Regions from separate parts of the Sus scrofa genome. Here region 2 is linked to region 1. Evidence: chromatin contacts called from public Hi-C data. All regions are on one chromosome and are shown on one strand. The core of a region is the stretch at or near the end of the contact, and the rest is flanking DNA. Distances in the headings are between cores, read along the strand shown.

Region 1 (4,561 bases), core at 1,131-3,630:
GGGTACCTATTCTCTCAGTGATGGTGATGGGGGTGCCTTTCCCAGGGGGTGGGATGGGGGGACCACAGGGGTGGGGGTAGATAGGGAACATGCAGGAGGGTTTTCCTCCATTTCTTTTTTCTAACTGCCTGGATTCACCATTGGATTTTGTAAATGGAAAACTGAAATGAACAATGCTATATTGGATGTTTTCTCTTTCTGACTGTGTGTGTGTGTCCTGTCTGTGTGACCACATACGGGGAGGTATGGTCAAGTGAGACAGTGTGTGTCTGTGTGACTTTGTTGGGGATGGGCAGCCCTGCCTGGTGCACACATGTGAGCAAATGCCTGTATGTGGAGACATATATGGCACAGGGGCGTGCGCGCGCGCGCACACACACACACACACGTGCGCACCTGAGAGGAGACAAAATAGAGTATGTGCCTGCAGCAGGAAGTAGAGTGATCGGAGAGATGGAACTTGAAAACTGTACTTGAAAATGGTACGTATATACGTAGCAAGAGGATAGACTCCCATCTCATAAGATCTCCCTCCCTTGGTCCAGGCTCTGAGCAAGCAGGATACTTGAGAACCCCATCTCTCCCCACGTACCACTTCTAACTCCTGTATCAGTCTCCTCTCTAAAACCCAGATAATGTGTTCCTGAAACTGGACCACCATGGAGAATAGGGACGGGAATTGGGGATCAAACTTGGGGGGAACTGTTGGGGTTAGGAAATGCCCCCCCCACATGCAAAGTAATGGCTTCTGGAGGGACTGCCCCGTCTGGGATTGGAGCCCTTCCAAAGGATCCAATGTGTACAGCTGGGGTTTGGGGTAAGCTTTGACTAAATTCAAAGGGAGGGAGGTCACAGGGAAAAAAAAAAAACAAAAAAAACCAAGCCTATAAGTCTACCCAGCCAGCCTGTTCCTTGGTCACTCAATTACTTTACCATTTATTTATTTATTCTCTCAGGTGCACAGAATTGAGTTGACCATACTCCTCAGTTCTTGGCACGCTGTATCATCGTTGGTCCAAGTGAGGCCCTTATGTTTTTTTGTTTTGTTTTCTTTTGTCCTCTTCACTACCCATCCCTGATTCCATCCCCCCTCCCACATAGGCACTCACTCTTGTGTATTTACTGTATGTCCTTCCAGTCCATCGTTCATATGTTTATTTACATATATGTGTATCTGTGAAAAATGTATGGTATTGTGTGTTTTAATTTACATAAACAGTGTTGTACTATAAATCTTGTTCTGTTTCTTTTTTCACTCAACATTCTGTTTTTGAGAGATCCAGCCATGTTGCCCTATGTAGATCTAATTCATTCTAGTCCATCTTATACATATATCATATTTTTTCTTATCCATTCCCCTGGGTGATGGGTCTCTAGATTGCCTCCAATTCTCTGCTACCACAAGGCTGCAATGGGCAGTTGCCTACATGTCTTTTTAGGGACTCCTAATTTACAAGAGAAGAAACAAGCTCAGGGAGAGGCAGTGATTTGTTCAGGGTTAAAAAGTGAGGAGCAGACCCATAACGCGAATCCCAGACCAAAGCCAGAACCCCACCACCGTGCCTCATGAGAGACCATCCGGCTGGCCCTCCCAAAATCAAAAATGCAGTTCGGAAACAGCATACATTGAGGAAATGGAGAGGAAAGGATGGGAAGAAGTATGGAGTCAGTGAAGAAACGGAAAGTCCTAGAAAGATCTAGCAGATAAACCGAATCACAATCATTTTCATGACGCAGAGGAAGTTACTTTTTTGGTGCGATTATTATTTCTAGAGCCATCTTGCAGAAATGGAAAACGCCACGTCAAAACCTGGCCCCCAACCAAAGACCCCAGGTTCCTTAACCCCAGGTTCCTTTAGAGCCACCCAAGCCCCAAAAGATCGCCTCCGAGTTCGCCCCCGCCAAAGGAGCAAAAGCCTGGGCGAGGGGAAGGGGCAGATTTAAGAAGTTCGTAGTAACCGAGGGGAGGGGAGAGGAGGGGGAGAATGACAGCGAGGCTCTCCGAGTCTATCCGAGCACATCCTGCTCAAGGCCTGCGCTTGTTTTTTGTTTTGCATTTGGATCTTCAGAACCACTGGTACTTTTCCCATTGGATAAAACGTCGGCAAGGGCGAGGGACAGGGGCTTCTTCTGCTCAGCTCTCTCCGCGGCCAATCACCCCGCCCTGCCCCTCTGGTCACTGAGGGAGTCGGCACGCTGATTGGCGGGCCCGAGGGGAACCAATGGGAAAGTGATGAGGTGCAGTGTTGGCAAGCAGATTGCGTGCGAGCGGCAGGGGTCGGGGGAGCGCGAGCGCCGCCGCGGCGGCTGGCAGCCAATGGCGAGCCTGGACGGCTCCTGGCGTCAGCGAGGGGGCGGGGCCTGGTGCTTGGCGCGGAGGGAGTAGGGCAGGCGCTGTGGGAGGGAGCGCCAGAGCGAGGCTGAGAGCAGAGCTGGTCGCGTGAGGCGCGGCGGCTCTGCTTCAGGTGTGACAGGCAGCGGCGGCCGGGCTGAGAGCGAAGGGTTGAGCGCGAGCCCCTGGGCTGCGAACGCGGTCACCATGGACCGCCCGGATGAGGGGCCTCCAGCCAAGGCCCGTCGCCTCAGTGGCTCCGAGCCCCCTCAGAACGAGCTGCAGCCGCCGCCTCCGCCGCCTCCGCCGCCTCTCCTGCGCCTGCCCCTGCCTCCACCTCAGCAGCGCCCGAGGCTCCGGGAGGAAACCGAGGCAGCACAGGTGCTGGCTGACATGAGGGGGGTGGGACTGGGCCCCACTCTGCCCCCACCGCCGCCCTATGTCATTCTAGAGGAGGGGGGGATTCGCGCGTATTTCACCCTGGGGGCTGGGGGTCCCGGCTGGGAGCCCGCGATGGAGTCAGGGTATGGGGGGGCGCCCCCTCCCACGGAGAGCCTGGAAACATTCTCTCCCTCGGAGGTTGCTGGGGGAAGCCTGGAGATTGACTTCCAGGTGACGGAGCCCAGCAGCTTTGCAGGAGAGAAGGCCCTAGAAACCTGTAGCGCAAGGGGGCGGGGGTACCAGAGGTTAGCTGGCCCACGGGGGAGGGAAGAGACCGTCATCATCGTGGAAGACGACGACGAGGATGAAAAGGAGAGTGTGAGGAAGAGGAGGAGGAGGAGGAAGAGGAAGCCCAGGAAGGTGAAGAAGGAAAGCAGAGAGAAGAATGCCGAGAAGATAGAGTGCATCCTGCAGGCGCTGGAAAATATTCAGCTGGACCTGGAGGCGGTGAATATCAAGGCGGGCAAGGCCTTCCTCCGTCTCAAGCGCAAGTTCATTCAGATGCGAAGACCCTTCCTGGAGCGCAGAGATCTCATCATCCAGCATATCCCAGGCTTCTGGGTCAAAGCAGTATCCTTGTCATCTATACTCATGGGCCAAGAGCCCATGACCAGAAATGGGGGTGGGGTGGGGGGAGGGACAGAATGGGTGAAAGGGTGTGGGGGCGGGCCCCTATTGGAAGAATGACGTGGTCTGGTGGAGGAGGGATGGAAGGAGTGTGGCAAAACATCAGAGAAGCTGGATTGGAGATCGTGAAGGGGGAGGGGGGGCACACAACATAAAAACTGGACCACAGATGGGAAAGGGGGGAGAGGAGGAGCATAACATAAAAAAATGGATCACGGACGGTGGAAGGGGGAGGATAGTAGAGGGCCACACAGCAGAAAAATTCGACCAGAGATGATGCTAGGAGGAGGGGAGGGGCACACAAAAAATAAACTGACTCGGAGACAGTGAAGAGGGAGGGGAAGAGCACACAGAAATGGCCCAGAAGGGGTGCCCAAGTCACATATGCCTGTGATAGCCTAGGTCTCTGCTGAGATGCCAGGGAGACCCCAAGCCTGTCTGGAGAGGAGGGGGCCAGAAAAGGGCTGGAGCCCTGAAAGATCAGGAGAAGGAGTACCTAGGAATGGAGATTAAGGAGTTAAATGAAGGAAAGAGAAGAATAAAAAGAATCCTTTTCACTATTGTTAAGCTGATCTCTGGGTGATGTCCCTGGGGGATACTCATACTTACATGCAACATGTTAAGAACATGGGGGTTAACATCCTAATAGAATTACATGGACACAGACCCTTGGCATTCTCATACAAAGCATCTCATGATCACAGGTTCTCAGCACCTAGGCACAGTATTATGTGGCAACAGGTCCTCAGCACACAGACCACAGCATGGTCTGGACACGAACCCTCAGACCCAAACACAATATCATGTGGACAGAGACCCATAACACCCAAAAATACTACATTATGTGACGACAGTCCCTCAGCATCCAGATACAGCATCATCTGGATACAGGCCTTCAACCCCCAGACACACAATGGCTTATGAACACGAGCCCTCAGCACCCGGAGACACGTCACTTGGACATAGACTATCAGCACCCAAACACGGCAAATATGAACTGGCAAAACCACCTAATACACAGGTTTGACATTTTATAAACACATATTCTCACCACATAATATCGTGGGAATATTGCTCCACACATATCACATGAACACAGAAGGAATTCTCCTGCTCCAGCCTCTCTTTTGTTCTGCCCTGCCCAGCCCTGCCCGGCCCTGC
Region 2 (4,561 bases), core at 1,067-3,566, 94 kb after region 1:
ACCCCGGGGACATGTCACACTTCTCAATTCCTGTCACCCAAGGAAGGGTAACAATACCTGCATGAGGCCAGCCTGCCCCAAGAAGTCCAAGATAGAAAAATGGGATAGAAAATTCAAATCTCAACTGTCCCCTATGTCAGATATGCCTCTTTCCCACACGCCTGCCAGGCCACTTCAGGGAGTACCTTCTTGAGGCTGCCCAGGACTCCAGCCTCTCCTTTCTGCTAGCCTTACTGACCTCTCACTACCCACTGCCACTCCCTCACCATGGACAAGGATACCTCAGAGAACTGTGGCCAGATTCCAACAAGGAAGAAATTAGCTTACCCAACACCTCCCAGAGGATCCATCTGAAACCAGCCTAGATCTGTGGCTGAGCACCAGAAAGCACCAAGCTGAATAAAAAGGCCTGTGGTGCCCTCCTCAGGTGGCAGTGAGGTTTCCCATCCGGTTTCAGCCAGGAGACACCCACTCAAAAACACCCTGTTCCAGACAAATTCAATTCCTGCCGGTGGAACCCCAAGCGGTGACTGAACAACATATATCCTTTGCCCTCCATGCTAGCAAGGTGGCAGCCTATCCTAGCCCCTGGGGGACTCCTCCTGGCCTGAAGCCAGGCCTAGGAGCAAAGATATGCCCTCTGTTCCTGACCTCTAGGAATCAAGTGTTTTAAAGGAGGCAGACTTCCATAGGTCCATTCTGTTTCTGGGAGACCAAGAATAGCTTATCCTCTGGGACTTCCTACATCCTGGGACAGATCCGAGTAGAAATCATACCCCACCCCAAGCTGACTGATCCAAGACTCTCCATAGAAGTCAAGCCTAGAGAAGTGATGTGCAGGAAGGGCCCAGATAGCACCTTCAACTGGGAAAAGAAGGGGACAATTCCCTGAACCATCTCAAGGGAGCCAGACAGAATATTCCCTGTGAGACAGATTTCCTGACTGGTCTACCAGGCCAGAATATTATCATATATAGACTGAAATGGCCTGGCACGGTTTGAATAAATATGAGTCAACCCACATAGGAGCAAACCAATGACCACATCAAACACCTTCACAGTCACAATAATTACCACTTATCTAGTACCTATTACACACAGACGCTACCTAGTTTCATCCAATTCTCGAAATAAGCATTCACGGGACCTATTTCACAGGCTCTGAGAGATTACGTTACTTGTCCAAGGTCACACAGCTGGTAAGCCGCAGAATGGAGTTTTGAACTCAGAGCTGTGATCTTCCCACTACACCACGCTGCCTGCCTTAAGAGAAGTGATACCAGTAAATAGGAAAAAAGCCTTATTTAGTGCAGCCTTGACCTAGGCAGTTTGGGATAACCAAGAGATGTGCGGGGAGCCTCTCCGTGAACTCTCCCCGGGCCACTAAGCATCCCTGTCTTGAATCTCACTGATTCTGAAGGGCGAGGTGGGAGTGGGGGTGTGGGTCTCTGACTAGGGGCCCTCAGCTCACGAAAGGACCCCTGGCCCCAGTACCCTTTCTCCCACCTGCGTCGCATCCACAACGGTCCCGGCCACCCTATCTCCTCACACTTCAAGCTGCCCTCCGCCCCAAAACTTCTCCGCCCGCTATCCTAGTTCTTCATCCCCGGCCTGTCCGCCCGCAACCACCAGCCCAGGGCCTTACCGCGGGTGGGCGGATCTTGCAAATGCCCGACTTCTCGGCGATGGGCCTGATTTTCGCGATGTAGCCGAGAGGGTCTCGGAACTCCGCCCAGCTAGGCTCGAACACTGGGCACTCCGGCGGCGGTAGGAAGTCGTCTGACCCCGGCTCCATGGTGGGTCTTAGGACTGGAAGGCTCGGACCGCCCTTAAGGGCTCATGGCGGACACCGCTGTATGAAGCCGAGGCACTGCTCGGAGACTAGGCCCTAAGCGGGGCGGCCGCCGCCCGCCGAGGGCCCAGGGGGCGTGTAGCTGCCACGCTCTCAGAGGCTCAGGCTGACGCTACGGCTATTGCCTCTTCGTCTTGCTCCGTTCCTTCCAAACTGTACCGCTGCCTCCCAACTACCGCTGCCTTCGCCACCACAGTTACCTCCCAACCGCCGGGGCCTTCATCGCCGCCGCCGCCATCTTGGTTTGTCAGCGTCTCCCCCCTCCCCTCACCACAACAAACCGAATCCCTCCGCGGGATGGCCCTCCGAGCCTCGTCTATCTTGCGTGAGACCGAGCCCTAGGAAGCCTTTATCTCCTGGGGACTGAGCTGAATAGGCAGGCGTGGGTTCCCTATCAGGAAGCGGGAACTCAAAAGTGACTCCCAGACTGAAAGAAAATAGTCCGCCTCAGCGGCGGAGGAGCAAAGTTGTAAATAACTGCCGGATCCTCTTTCCGGATGGACCGGCGGTGCACGTTTAAAGGCCAGTGGTGCGCATGCGCGTTATAAAAGCAAACCGGAAGAGGAGCTGGCGTTGGTGGGTGGTGGACCCAAACTGGCACCTCCTCGATGACCTCAGCCCTGGAGCGAGCCCCGCCCCAACATGTTCTCCTTCTCCCGGGTCTTTCCGGTGTGAGCCACAGTGGGCGGCTTCGGGCACCTGATTGCAAGAGGCCCTTTTCTGCCGGTCGGCAGGGTGGGAAAAATGTACAGAGCTCCCAGCTTTAGGAGCTGATAGCTCTAGGGCTTTGAAACAAGAAAGCCGGGAGGCTGCTCCCTTCCCAGGGATTGCGGATTTTTAGAATCCTGGGTCCCGAAGAGAGGAAGGAAATATTTATTTTGTCCGAGTTTGCGTGTAGATGGGGCTCTCAGAGATGGGGCTTCCATTTCTCAACCCCAGAGTCATTGTCAGCATTTTAATGAACACTTTCAACTGTTCTGTATGCGCTTTTATTGTGTCCGTATTTATGACATATCCCCCTACAAAATAGTCTGAGAGTATTATATATATTTTAACTATCGAATTTTAGCAACAGTATATTTATCACCTACCAGTGCCCACCGTGGGAAGCACTTAGTGTTTGCCCATTTGGGAGCCTACAGTGTACTTAGCAAATATTTGGCAAGGGGGTTTTATTTGTTGTATACAGTTCCTGTCATGAATTTGAGTACCTACTATGTGTACATGTTTGTGAGCGGTTTCTGAGTAGGTTTATTATTAACTACTTTGAGTATCAAACCAGTACTTAGCTCATACATCAGGCATCTACTGCATTTGAGGGTCATCAAGTTATTCATCAGTTGTGGGCCTACAGTGTACAGCTCGAACACCTACTGTGCACATATTAGAGTGCTTGTGTACATGCTGATTAAGTGCTTATTTTGTGTTCCCCATCTGACTGAATTCCTTAAAGGCAGGGAATATGTGCCCTTATACATCCTTAGCACTTGACATGGCAAGCAGAAAGTTAATGTTGAGTAAACAAAAGAAAAATGAATATATTTTTGAGCAGCCTTGGTATATATTGAAAATACTATATATTCTTTTCAAACATTTCCCATGTATATTTAAGCTTCTGCTGTAAGCTTGAATATGTTTGAAGAAGGTGGAGAGAGTCATTTCTTCATTTAGTTAACTGTTCCTAATCAGTTAGGTATATATCATATTGCCAACTCAGGACTGAGGTAAGGGTATCCTCTCCGAAGGAGCAGGGAACATTGGTAGGAGCTCACATCCTGGGGTCCCACCAGCTCTGCCATTTTTAGTTATGTGACCTTGGTAAGTCCCAACTTCTGAAACCGAATGATGTTGTATGGGGCTGATAACACCTACCTTGTGGGATTGTCATACAGAACCTGGCATTGAGAAGGCCCTCAGTATCTGTAAACTGTTATTTTTATTTCTGAGAGTTGACAAACAATATGTCAAAACTCATTAAGAATCTCCTTTGTGCTAGGCATTGTGCCCCATGATTTCAGATTTTTTTTTTTAATCACCTGAATCCTTAGATTGTCTTGAATGTTTGGAGTCTTTATCCCTACTTGGCTTATGAGGAAGCTTGTCCCAAATAATACAAATAGGAAGTGACATCTCCTATCTAGTCTTCTAGGTGTCAGGGAAACCTCAGCCCCTCTCCACCAGAAACACAGATGAATGACCCAATTGAACAACTGTCTGGATGGGAAATAAAGCTAGATGAGGTGATGCTAATAACAGTAACACTACCCTCTCAAGTGTGTAAGCATCTAACAGCCCACATATCTCTTTCATACCAATTATTTCCCTTAATACTTGCCTTGGGAAAGATGTAGGTCAATTTACCCATTCCATAGATGAGAAATCAAGTTCCAGACAGATTAAACGACTTGCCCACTGTTACATGGGAAGTTGCTGACTCTTGGTTAAATGCTCTTCCTACCATTTGCTCCCACCAGTAACAGAACTAGGCAGGAGAAGGTGAGAATAAAGAAGGCGAGAGAATATGCCATATCCTAGGCTGAAGGAAGTTGGGCCTCAGTGAAGGGCAAAGAGCATGAATTAGGCATCAGGGGACCCAGATTTGGGGTCTAAGCTTAGCCTTCCCATAGCCTTTTCTGAGGTCCTTAGTCCAGATACCACTCCCACCATCCTGGAAGAGTAAATAGAAATTGTATAGTCTTTGAAAGCCAG

What was found. A called contact is a pair of places that touch in the nucleus more often than the background predicts.
Region 2: a contact with region 1 is called in a Hi-C map of skeletal muscle, with 4 times the contacts expected there. The contact joins the promoter of KDM5C here to the promoter of TSPYL2 in region 1. A contact is called at or near these places in 1 of 5 promoter capture datasets (liver), 4 of 47 Hi-C or Micro-C datasets (alveolar macrophages, heart right ventricle, liver and 1 more) and 2 of 2 datasets of contacts at active chromatin or transcription factors (alveolar macrophages and skeletal muscle).

What each region holds. Positions count from the first base shown.
Region 1 is chrX:45,907,308-45,911,868 of Sscrofa11.1, forward strand. TSPYL2 (testis-specific Y-encoded-like protein 2) reads left to right here and starts at 2,381. Exons shown (of 7, transcript XM_005673642.3): 1 at 2,381-3,343. The coding sequence starts at 2,540. GPR173 (probable G-protein coupled receptor 173) reads left to right here. Exons shown (of 4, transcript XM_021080070.1): 4 at 1-890.
Region 2 is chrX:46,000,899-46,005,459 of Sscrofa11.1, forward strand. KDM5C (lysine demethylase 5C) reads right to left here and starts at 2,317. Exons shown (of 25, transcript NM_001097433.1): 1 at 1,646-2,317. The coding sequence starts at 1,795.